2 separate regions of the Mus musculus genome follow, and region 1 is linked to region 2. The links are chromatin contacts, called in public HiChIP or PLAC-seq maps. All regions are on one chromosome and are shown on one strand. Each heading gives the region's core, a stretch centred on a gene start, on an enhancer-like site or on the middle of the called end of the contact. The rest is flanking DNA. Distances are from core to core; before and after follow the strand shown.

Region 1 (6,298 bases), core at 2,857-5,356, 990 kb before region 2:
GTGATAGGATATTCATAATCATCCTGGACAATAGATAAAGATAACCAGCAGGGCGGTGGTGGCACATGCCTTTAATCCCAGCACTCGGGAGGCAGAGGCAGGCAGAAACCCTGTCTCGAAAAACCAAAAAAAAAAAAAGACCAAGAACCTCAAGTGGCATGTGACATCTCACTTTTTGAGGGTAAAATATCTGGGTTCCATCAAACCCTTCTATTTCCCAGATTGGGATCCCCACAGACCAGATCACGTATTCCCAGGAGAGGCCTTCTCCTCAGAGCATTGGAATGCCTTTTTTTTTTTTTTTGGTACGTGAACCAGTCACCTTTTATTGAACACTAGTTCTCAGTCAGGGTATGAAGGTTCAGCTAGTTGAATTCTTCCTAGGTCAGAGTGGGGCAGGCAGTTACACTTGGCCATGCAATGCCCTCTAGCGACCCCTCTTCAGTGGTACTTGTGTCGCCGCTCATGTTTGAGTTCCTTGTAAGAAATGTAGTAGCTGAAAACCACGTAGGCAGCCAGCACCATGAGATGCCGCCTTTCTGAACATTGATGTCCTTGTTGTAAGACAGGACATCCCCTCTCTGAAAGGCTCCTGCAATGCCATTGGTGGTGAAATCCCTCATCAATATCCAGCTTGGCAGCACTCCAAGTTTGACCTCCATGAGCTTCTTCTCCTTCAATGGCTTGAGCGACGCCATCTTGAAGTCCTGGTCTGGAAGGTGTACACCTCCTGAGGCAGCCCTTCAACCCTGGAGCCCCAGAATGAAGATGCAGCTTTAGAATTTGGGTGGTCTATCTCGCTGGGGCCTCCAGAAAATGTGAATCCCACTGAGTGAGAATAAGACCACTACCACAAGCCAGTCAGTGGTGGTACAAACCTTTAATCGCTGTGCTCAGTTGGCAGAGTTAGATGAATCTCTGAGTTCCAGGACAGCCAGGGCTACACAGAGAAAAACGTATCTTGAAAAATTAAAACTTTTTTGAGCAAAATTTGAAGTAAACACCTGAGAATTGGCTAGTGACTGCCTCCCTTGGGTTAAAAAGAGCAGACTTAGGCAGAGGCAGGTGGATTTCTGAGTTCAAGGCCAGCCTGGTCTACAAAGTGAGTTCCAGGACAGCCAAGGCTGTACAGAGAAACCCTGTCTCAAAAACAAACAAACAAACAAACAAACAAAGAGCAGACTTAGGGCCCTTTTAAGTAAAATCATAAGTAGATGCAAAGCAGAGTTACAGAAGACAATAGAGCAGTAAAGAAGTATGAAAAAATATAAAAACAAAACAAAACAAACCAGCTTTCACCATCTCATCTCAGGTAAAGCTTGCGTTCCTTTTCATCCCCACTGCCTTTCCACAGATGGGGTATGAGCCTTAGAAGAGGAGTAAGGAAGCCCAGAAGGTTCATTGGGAATATAAAAACACACCTACCTGGGCTCTGGCCAGCATCTAAAAGAAAAAGACAGAATTTAAAAAAAAAAAAAAAAAGCTCCACTTTTCTGAGTCAGGCCCCAAAGGTGGGCATCACACCTGAACCTCTTTTAGACTGTACTAGGGGGCCAGAATTCTGAGAAGGAAAAGCACATTATCTAATCTACTTGCCTAGGAGTGGTCCTGTCCCGCCCCACCCCCCACCCCCTTCCCCCAGTCAGGTCCCAGACCCGCCCAAGTGGATCAACATTTAGGGAGGAGATAATGGCATGTCTCCACCTAGAGGTGATTCTGCTCCTTACAGTGTGTGTTCATGAAGAATGTGTCTACTAGGGTGCAGGTGTCTTGGAGAACCTGTCATTTTGTTTCATTGTCTCTTGCTTACTGTTCATATGCCAAGCTAGCTGCTAGGAATTTACCTCTGCTGCCCACTTCATCATAAGAGCATGGGTTTACAGGTGAGTGCTGCTAACTATCTGACTCCACGTGGGTTGTGAGGATCTGAACTCAGTTCCTCAAGCTGGTATAGCAAGCGTTCTATCCACTGAGCCACTGGCCCAGCTCCCTCCTTCAGACTCTCACATAGACTTTAGAAATTAGTTACATACAGTTACCTTCATCTTTCACATAAAATCCAGAGGGGTAGCTTGGGGTTGGCCTGGCCAGATGGCTCATCAGTTAGGAGCATGTGTGCTCCTGTGGAGGCCCTGGGTCTGAGCTTCAGCACCTAAGACAGAAGGTTCAAAAGTGCCTGCAATTCCAGCTCCAGGAGACCTGGCACCGCTGACCTTGTGGGGTACCTGCAGTCATGTGCACCCACAACAGATACACATGTGCATGTATGTGTGTGCACACACACTTAAAAATAACAACAACAAAACAAGACACCTGCAATATACCAGTACCCTCAATTTCATTTATTTGTTTAGATATTACACATTCAATTAGAATTCAAATGGGGGCCAGGAAGCACACTGCATGATACCTGTCTGTAAGAGGCTTAGACCCAGAACTTTCACTTTATCTGGTTAAGGACAGAGACAACTACAATGAGAAACCCTGTCTCCAAAAACAGAAATCAAAACCAAAAATGAAAGAAAGAAAGAGAGAGAGAGAGAGAGAGAGAGAGAGAGAGAGAGAGAGAGGAAGGAAGGAAGGAAGAAAAGGAAAAAAAAGAAAAACAGTGACCATGGGCTAGAGAGCTGGCTCAGTGGTTAAGAACACTGACTGCTCTTCCAGAGGTCCTGAGTTCAATTCCTAACAACATGGTGGCTCACAACCATCTGTAATGGGATCTGATGCCCTCTTCTGGAGTGTCTGAAGACAGCTACAGTGTACTCATATATATATAAAATAAATAAATCTTAAAAAAAAATAAAGAGAGAGAGAGAGAGAGAGAGAGAGAGAGAGAGAGAGAGAGAGAGAGAGAGAGAAAGAGAGAGACAGAGACAGAGAGACCACATCCCAGAAACAACATATATTGAGATCTCCCTCCAATACAATGTCCTAATGATGTAGAAACAGACTTGTGGAGTTTTTATGGTAACAAAGGAGGTTATACAACAAAGCATTTAAAAATGGGTTGTGGCCAGGCAGGGGTGGCACATGCCTTTAATCCCTGCACTTGGGAGGCAGAGGCAGGCAGATTTCTGAGTTCAAGGCAAGCCTGGTCTATAGAGTGAGTTCCAGAAACCCTGTCTCCAAAAAAAAAGAAAAAAGAAATAAAAATGGGTTGTGTAAGCAAGGGTGCAGCAAGCTCACCAAACTGTGCCATTCTGTGAGTGGAAACAAAGGTGTATGGGGATCAGTCTGCCAAGGTTATCTCTCCATGGGGAAGGGGAAGCAGAGAGAAGCAAAATGGGAGAAAGCACGCAGCTTCTCAGACAGACAGGCTGAGCCCAGTTTGGACCTAACCTACTGATGGAAACAGGGATGTGGATTACTGCAGACAGGGAATCTCAACTGCAGGCCTCAGATGCTACCTGGTCCCTTCTTATCCGTTCCACTGGTGCAGTTAAGGTTTGGTTAATACATTCCAAAGGGTTTTATTTGCCTATCAGGATGTTAGGTCTGGCACAAGGTGGGTAAGGAATTGCTTTTGGGGGACCTAAACACGGCCCCAAAGAAGTTGTATTTAGGCTCTGAACCTGCAGCAATCCAAACTCTTCACAGCCAATTTTGTTTTGTGTTTTTTCAAGACAGGGTTTCTCTGTATAGCCCTGGCTGTCCTGGAACTCACTCTGTAGACCAGGCTGGCTTCGAACTCAGAAATCTGCCTGCCTCTGCCTCCCAAGAGCTGGGATTAAAGGTGTGTGCCACCATTGCCTGGCTTGCTATTGACATTTTTAAAAAAGATTTTTTATTTTATGTTTACCTAAAATACAGGTTTTTGCCTGTATGTGTGTGTCTGCTGCCTGAACATAGTCAGAAGATGGTGATGGAGTCCCTGGTGTGAGCTTCCACAGGAAAGCAACTGGTGCTTTCCCACACTGAGACAGCTCAGCACGAGGCAGGGGTGTTTTAATCAGCTGCTTTTCAGGAATGCTGATTGACAAATTTCCCCCAGCAAGACAGGGTTTCCTTTTGTAGCTCTGGCTGTCCTGAAACTCCCTATATGGAGACCAGGCTGGCTGCAAAATCAGGGCTCTGCCATCCTCTGCTGGGAGTAAAGGCTGTGTTGGCTCTGATTGGCCTTTAATCAGTCAACTCTTGGTGGCTCCTAATAGCAGCTGGTCACAAGATCATAGGATGACTGGCCACTTGAAACTTCCAGTTAATAATTTATCATGTATCCATGATGAAATGGCGATAAAGAGCCCTGACAGTACTTCCAGACTATCCGACGGGTAGGAAGGTGACCTGCCCAGCTCCGTGAGCACAGAACTATTTTGTACTCAGGACTTTTTTTTTTTTTTTTTTTTTTTTTTTTTTACCTTTTTAAACCTTGTTCAGTGTATCTCTTTATCTGGGTGTTCCTTTTGAAGAAAAGAAAGAGAAAAATAAGAAATAGAGACCATTTGTTTATTTAGGTTTTTTAAGACAAGATTTCTCATTGTAACCCTGGTTGTCCTAGATTGTACTCTATAGACCTCCACAAGACTACCCTCAAACTCAGAGATCTGCCTGTCTCTGTCTCCTGAGTTAAAACAGAGGAAGTCTGGACATAGTGGCATACCCCTTTAGTTCCAGAACTTAAGAGGCAAAACTGGGTTTATCTCTGAGTTCAAGGCCCACCTAGCCTACCTAGAGAATTCTAGGTCAGCCTTTCTCAAAGAATCAAAAAAAAAAAAAAAAAAAAAAAGAAAGGGGCTAGTGAGATGGCTCAGTGGTTAAGAAGAGAGCTGCCTGCTCTTCTGGAGGTCATGAGTTCAAATCCCAGCAACCACATGATGGCTCACAACCATCTGTAATGAGAAACAAATAAAAGAAGCTAATGGGCCTGATGGAGTGGGGTCCCAGGTCAAGAAGGGAAGCAGGGTTGGGGAAGGAGGGGAAGAATGTTACAGTTTTAAGTCAAAAAAAAAAAAAAAAAAAAAAAGAGGGCTGGAGAGATGGCTCAGCGGTTAAGAACACGGGCTGCTCTTCCAGAGGTCCTGAGTTCAATGCCCAGCAACCACATTGGTGGCTCACAACCATCTGTAATGGAATTTGATGCCCTCTTCTAATGTGTCTGAAGACAGCTACAGTGTACTCATATAAATAAAATAAAAGTTAAAAAAAAAAAAGAAAGAAAAGAAAGCCGGGCATGGTGGCGTACGCCTTTAATCCCAGCACTTGGGAGGCAGAGGCAGGCGGATTTCTGAGTTCAAGGCCAGCCTGGTCTACAGAGTGAGTTCCAGGACAGCCAGGGCTATACAGAGAAACCCTGCCTTGAAAAACAAAAACTAAAACAAACAAAACAAAAAGAAGGAAAGAAGGAAAGAAGGAAAGAAGGAAAGAAAGAAAGAAAGAAAGAAAGAAAGAAAGAAAGAAAGAAAGAAAGAAAGAAAGAAAGAAAGAAAGAAAGAAAGAAAGAAAGGGAGAAAAAGAAAGGAAGGATGGAAAGAAGGAAAAAAGGCGCTCCCTGGGGTGGCAGCGGGCCGGTGAACTGGAAAATGAGACGCTTAGGAAGCCACACACCAGTGAGTTCCGAGCCTTTGTGGGTTATTTACATGGGGCAGGGCTTCTCCTAAGTTTGCATGGCCTTGGCTTCTTTCTGCACAAGCTCCATTTGTAGCCCCGGCTTCCACCTTTCTCTACTAACTGTCCCCTTACAGATGGAAATCTTGAAGCCCCTCTGGTCCCTATGAGAACTCCCTTTGAGAGCCATGGTCCTAGAAAATTTGGAGGTAGGTAAAAATTGCTCTTCTAAATCTTCTTCCGTGGCATTGAAGGGTGTGGCTTAGGCATGAGAGTGACCGCAAGACTCCCTACTCTTTTGTCTTTTGGTTGGAGAGGAGACTTGTGGTTCCCTATAGTATGAGTTGGCTGGGAACTCTGTGTCACAGAGTCTTTGGTTTGAGTAGGCCTGATGGCTCATGTCTTTAATCCCAGAATTTAGCAGATTAAAGGCAGAGTCGGGCAGTTATCTTTTACTTTGAGGCTAGCCTGGTTAATATAGTAAATTCCAAGATGGTTAGGACAGCAGCCAGGCCTACATAGTGAGGTCATGCCTCTGCTTCACCCCCAACCAATCCTGCCCCCCCCAAAAGTTTAGTATTTGAATCTGTCATAGAGCCTAGATATCACAAATTTTACAATTTTAAAACATGAGGTTTAATTAAGAGTAACATTGTTGGGGTCTGGGAATCACCACACAACCCATGCATACACCAATCTCAGCTAAGGAAGAATAGCTTATTAAATGCACACCATAGTACTGGATGTCCAGGTC
Region 2 (6,300 bases), core at 384-2,883:
TGAATATACTTGGCCCAGGGAGTGGCACTATTAGAAGGTATGGCTTGTTGGAGTAATGTGTCATTGTGGGTGTGGGCTTTAATACCCTCATCCTAAGCTGCCTGGAAGTGAGTATTCTGCTAGCAGCCTTCAGATGAAGATGTAGAACTCTCAGCTCCTCCTGCACCATGCCTGCCTGGATGCTGCCATGCCCCTGTCCTGATGATAATGGACTGAACCTCTGAACCTGTAAGCCAGCCCCAATTAAATGTTGTCCTTATAAGAGTTGCCTAGGTCATGGTGTCTCTTCTAACTGAGACATCAAGGTTGGGGCAGGAAGACTGCAGAGAGGCCAAAGTTAGTGAGACTCCTGTCTCAGAAAATGAAATGAAACAAAACTCAAAAAGTATCTGTGGGATTCCCATTCAGTACCTCACGTGCCCAGACAAGAGTAAAGGGTACAGGGGAAACCAGCTCAGCTCTCACCAATGCCAAGGAAGAGAGCCGGCACTCCATGCTCACAGTGGCACAGAGTACAGAGAAGATGCTGGAGAAGCACTCAGGCACTTAGAACAAGACCTTACAAGCGCATGGTACAGGTGGGCAGAATGTTTGCTGATCCTTCAGAGGACCGGACTTGCTCAGTTCCCAGGACAACAGGTCACACGTGGTTGTTTGAATGAGAATGTCCCCCACAGACTCATATTTGAATGCTTGGTCTCCAGCTGGTAAAACTGGGAAGGAATAGGAGATGTGGCCTTTCCGGAGGAGGTGTGGCTTTGTTGGAGGAGGTGTGGCCTTGTTGGAGGAGGTGTGTCACTGGAGAAGGGCCTTGAGGTCTCAAAAGCCCACACCAGGGCCAGGCTCTCTCTCTCTCTCTCTCTCTCTCTCTCTCTCTCTCTCACTCTCTCTCTCTCTCTCTCTCTCTCTCTCTCTCTCTCTCCCCCCCCCCCCATATCTTTCCCCTCCCTCTCATCCTGGTGCTTGGGGGTCAAAAATGTAAGTTCTCACTCATCTACTGCCCCAGTCCCTTGCCTTCCTGCCTGCTGCCTGCTGCCTTCCTGCCATGATGGTCATGGGCCCACCCTCTAAATCTGTAAGCCCCAGTAGACTCTGTCTTCTGTAAGTTGCCTTGGTCCTGGTGTCTTTACCACAATAGAAAAATAAGGTATCAGGTGACTCAAAATTGCCTGGGACTCCAGAGTCAAAGGATCCAATGCCTTCTTTCCACCTCTGAGGACAAATACACATGCACACACACAAATTATATATATATAAAATTTTAAATTATATTTTATGTCTATATGTGTATGCTTTCATGTATGTTTTGTATAACACATGCATGCAGGAGTCCACAGAGGTCAGAAGAGGCATCAGCTCTCCTGTTCCTGGAGTTACAGGTTCATTACCATGTGGGAGCTGGGAACCAAACCCAGGTCCTCCGCAAGAGCAACCAGTGCTCTTAACCGATGAGCCATCTCTTTGGGCCCTAAATAATAAGTCTCTAAAAAAAAAAAAAATGAAGAATGCACACACATCCACAAAACCTCCAGTCTGATCCCGTGGGCTCTCAGAGTTGCTCATATGTAGAAATGAGAAGGTTGGGTCAGACCCTTCTGGGATCCAGTCCCAGCACCCTCATTTCTAGTATGAGCTTGGGTGAGTCACTGACTCTCTCTGAGCCACGGTTTCTCTAGTGCTGTGATAAGGAGAGTTATTCATAGAGGGCTGAAAAAACAACAGCAAATAATGTAAACAAAGTGAAATGCCCACCGTTGCCTAGAAACGCCTGTAATACTTTTGCTTGCGCCTCCTGCAGAAGACATGTCACTAAAGTCAGATTCAAGACCTCTTGGTGGAAGGCAAGAGACAGAATATGGAGTCATGTTTGGAGCAAAAGTTCTCAAGGGGGCTTGGAAGCTAGCCTCACCTGCAGGAGCAGATGGGTGCTAATGACCAAGGGTGAGAGCGAAACTCCCAGCTCCTCTTTCTCTGCTTCTGTAAGGCAGATGTTGAGAAAACTCAGAGAAACCAAAAGTTGTAGATATGAGAATGAAATCTGCAGCCCCTTTAGCTCCACGACTTCCTGGCCCAGCCCTGTGCAGTTCCCCACGTGCTATGAGGGAACCTGCCCAGGTGGCCATGTTGACAAGTTCTGCCCTCCTCTTTCCTCCCTCCCCTCTGCTCTCTGCTCCTCCCCTCCCCTTCCCCACCTTCCTCTCTTCTATCTTCTTTCTGTCTATCTCTCTTAGCTTCCCCTCCCTTCTCCCTTTCTCCTAGTTCTCTTGAGATTTTCTTTCTTTTGTGTGTGTGGTGCTGGGAACAGAACCCAGAATCTTGTGTGTGCTAATCAAATGCTTTACCACTGAGCTGTATCTCTCTAGTGGTTTTGTTTGCTTGTTTGCTTGACAGTTTTTTGAGACAGGGTTTCTCTGTGTAGCCATGGCTATCTTAGAACTTGCTTGTAGACCAGGCTGGCCTCGAACTCAGAGATCCAGACTCACCTGCCTCTGCCCCCCGAGTGCTGAGATTAAAGGCGTGCGCCACCTCGATCTCACGTTCTTCTTTTTTTTTTTTATAATTTTTTAAGATTTATTTATTATTATATCTAAGTACACTGTAGCTGTCTTCAGATGCACCAGAAGAGGGCGTCAGATTTCATTACAGATGGTTGTGAGCCACCATGTGGTTGCTGGGATTTGAACTCAGGACCTTCAGATGAGCAGTCAGTGCTCTTAACCACTGAGCCATCTCTCCAGCCCCCTTGTTTTGCTTTCCTTTAATTAAATTTTCTCTTTAAAATAATTAGCCAGGTGGTGGTGGCGCACACCTTTGGTTCTAGCACTCAGGAGACAGAGTTAGGCGGATCTCTGAGTTCAAGGCCAGCCTGGTCTACAGAGCAAGTTCCAAGACATCCAGGGCTACACAGAGAAGAAACCCTGTCTCGGAAGACCAAGGAGAAAAACCATTTATTTAGTGCTGGTCATAGTGGCACATGTCCTTAATTCCAGTACCCAGGAGGTAGAGGCAGGTGGGATTCTGTGAATTTGAGGCCAGCTTGTTCGTATAATGAGTTCCAGAACAACTCGAGTGAGTTTTAGGACTACACAGAGAAACCCTGTCTTGAAAAAAAAGATGATTTTTTTCTTAATTAAAAAAAAAATAAAAGTAGGGCTGGAGAGATGGCTCAGAGGTTAAGAGCACCGACTGCTCTCCCAGAGGTCCTGAGTTCAATTCCCAGCAACCACATGGTGGCTCACAACCATCTGTAATGGGATTTGATGCCCTCTTCTGGTGTGTCTGAAGATAGCTACAGTGTACTTATATACATAAAATAAATAAATGCTTAAAAAAAAATAAAAGAATTTGCTGCTGCAAATGCCTTTACGCCTTGGTCATCACAGACCAAGAGTCACTTGGAGCTCCCTGCCCTGGCTGCCAGCGAAGGGCCCTGATGAATCCCACACTTCTAGTGGTAGGAAAGTCTTGAAAAGCAAACATTGTAATAAGTTATTTTCCTCTGTGTTGGCAGTGCTGGGAAGGCGGAGGTAAGAGAGTCAGGAGGTCAAGGTTACCCTCAGAGACGCGGGGAGGTCAAGGCCCAGCCCGGGATGAATAAGTCAGACCTTGTCTCAGAAATAAAAATAAGCTGGGCAGTGCTGATGCGCATCTTTAATCTCATCTACAGAGTGAGTTCCAGGACAGTCAGGACTACACAGAAAAACCCTGTCTCAAAAATAAAAAATAAAAATTATAAAAAGGTTTAATATTTCTGGGGCCAGCATTTTTGAGAAATGCTGCATGACACACCTGAATTTAACAAGGCATTTAAGTAGGTTTGCTTGTGATAGCTTTTATTTTATATTTCTGGAGAGAGGCTCTTACTGTGGAGCCAGTGAGATGCTCAGTGGGTGGGTAGCCTGAACTACCACCTGAGTTGCGTCCCCAGAGTCCACGTAGTGGAAGGAAAGAACTGAAAGTTGTCCTTTGAGCACCTCCAGGTGCTCATCGCAGCACGCATTTGGCCACCACACAAAATCAGTAACTGGAGAAAAAATAATTCTTCGGAGGCAAAGTTGCACTGTCTAGTCCTAGGTGGCCTGGAACTTACTACATAGACCAGGCTAGCCTCAAATTCACAGAAATCTACCTGCCTCTGGCTCTCGAGTACTGGGATTAAAGGCATGTGCCACCAACACCAGCATTTACTTTTATTTTTTAAAAATGATTTATTTTATTTATATGAGTACACTGTAGCTCTCTTCAGACACACCAGAAGAGGGTATCAGAACTTATTACAGATGGTTGTGAGCCACCATGTAGTTGCTTGGAATTGAACTCAGGACCTCTGGAAGAGTAGTCAGTGCTCTTAACCGCTGAGCCTCTCTCCAGGCCCGTAGTAAGTACTCTTAATGGTTGAGCCATTGCTCCAGGAAACACTTGTTTTTCTTGATCTTGACAGATTTGCTCTCTCTTTTTTTTTTCCTGGTTGAGAGTCCTTGATAACCTCAGTTGTCTACGGCCTGGTGTTTTATCTGGAGCAGCAGAGGCAAGGGGACATATACAACTATGTACATGCCTTGGAATTTATTAAGTGAGTCTAAAAATAGTAAGGACAGCCAAATCACATGTCAGGTGCTGAAATCCTGGGAGGTGCCCATCGCTGAGGCTGGGTGCCTCCCAGCTGGAGTCTCTCACTAGGAGGTGGCCACAGACAGTCACAGCAGCAGCAACAAAGCTAGCTGAGGCCAGCCTGGTCTACACAGTGAGTTCAAAGACAGCCAAGGCTATGCAGAGAAAGCCCATCTTGGAAAAAAAAAGTATTATTATAAAAATTAAGGGCTGGGCAATGGTGGCACACACCTTTAATCCCAGTACTTGGGAGGCAGAGGCAGGTGGATTTCTGAGTTTGAGGCTAGCCTGGTCTACAGAGTGAGTTCCAGGACAGCCAGGGCTACACAGAGAAACCCTGTCTCAGAAAATCAAATAAATAAATAAATAAATAATAAAGTTTTTGTCCTGGGAGGTGGGTGGGTGGCTCAGCAGGTAAAAGTACTTGCTGCCAAGTCTGGTGACCTAAGTTCAATTCCTGCGACCCATGTGGTAGAGAGGATTGATCCCTACAAGCTGTCCTTTGACCTGACAGGAGTCTGCCTCCCTGATCTTTCCCCAGCTTAAAAAAACAAAACAAAACAAAACAAAACAAAACAAAACAAAACAAAACAAAAAAAACCAGAGCTGGAAGAGGGCTGGCTGTGCTGGAACGATGGCTCAGTGGTTAAGGACTCTGGCTGCCTTTGCAAAGGATCCGCACTGAATTCCCAGCCCCACATGGCAGCTCACAACCCTCTGTTACTCCAGGTTTAGGGGATCTGTCCCCCATGATGGCCTCCAAAGGCACTGTGGTACACAGTGACATACACACTGGCAAATCTCAAACACTTAACTTTAAAAATAAGGAAATGTCCTGGTTAGGTTTTGTCAACTTGACACAAGCTAGAGTCACCTGGGAAGAGGAATTTCAGTTCAGTAAACGCCTGTGTCAGATTGGCCTGTATAGGCATTTTCTTTTTTGTTTGTTTGTTTGTTTTTGAGACAGGGTTTCTCTGTGTAGCCCTGGCTGTCCTGGAACTCACTCTGTAGATCAGGCTGACCTTGAACTCACAGAGATCCACCTGCCTCTGCCTCCCAAGTGCTGGGACTTGGAATGTGCCACCACCTAATTTTTTTTTTAATCAAGAAAAACACCAAAAACAAAGGTTTATTGAAGTATAATTAGTACGTCATAATATTCAGCCCTTTAAAATATACAGTTGAGTGATTCAATATTTAAAATGACCAAAGCCAAATAACCTTGCTATAGAAAATATTTTCTCTAAGAATTTGTTCACTATTTTTCTTAAAGGAACTATTTTCATTTTATTACTAAAGTTTGTAGTTACTCTCATTCAAAAAATTTAAATTATAATACTGAAAGGGATTTCTCAACACTGTCTGGTGAAATGTGACAAACAGCCCTGTATCTTCCATTTACAATCTAAATAAAGGTTCATTATTTAGATTGCCATTATCACTATCCAATTACAGAAAAAATATATATATACACACACACACATTTTTCCCCCCCAGTGTCTAGACAAACCTAGCACCATGGGTTAGGCTGGTAATCTCACTGACTCACTGAGCTATAGTTCTGCACGACCCCCTGAGACAGACACTAGCTTAGGCTGGCCTTCTGCTCCTCCTGCTTCGGTATCCTGTATTTGTGAGATTACAGGCTTGCACCACTGAGGCCAACTCTAATTATAAAATGTTTTCATC

Evidence for each region. HiChIP or PLAC-seq counts read pairs in DNA pulled down with a chosen protein or histone mark.
Region 1: a contact with region 2 is called in a FOXA1 HiChIP or PLAC-seq map of pancreatic cancer cells. The contact joins two enhancer-like sites. A contact is called at or near these places in 3 of 39 promoter capture datasets (liver and pre-B cells) and 1 of 115 datasets of contacts at active chromatin or transcription factors (pancreatic cancer cells).

What each region holds. Positions count from the first base shown.
Region 1 is chr3:89,111,124-89,117,421 of GRCm38.p6, reverse strand. It overlaps the pseudogene Gm29704. Among named protein-coding and RNA genes, the nearest start is that of Fdps, 12 kb to the right of the region's middle. Within about 2 kb of position 4,106, at least 15 of the 459 cell types and tissues checked have an H3K27ac peak or open chromatin away from gene starts, as enhancers often do. A contact at or near this core is called in pancreatic cancer cells, where this site is marked.
Region 2 is chr3:88,123,639-88,129,938 of GRCm38.p6, reverse strand. No RefSeq gene overlaps it. Among named protein-coding and RNA genes, the nearest start is that of Mef2d, 16 kb to the left of the region's middle. Within about 2 kb of position 1,633, at least 19 of the 459 cell types and tissues checked have an H3K27ac peak or open chromatin away from gene starts, as enhancers often do. A contact at or near this core is called in pancreatic cancer cells, where this site is marked.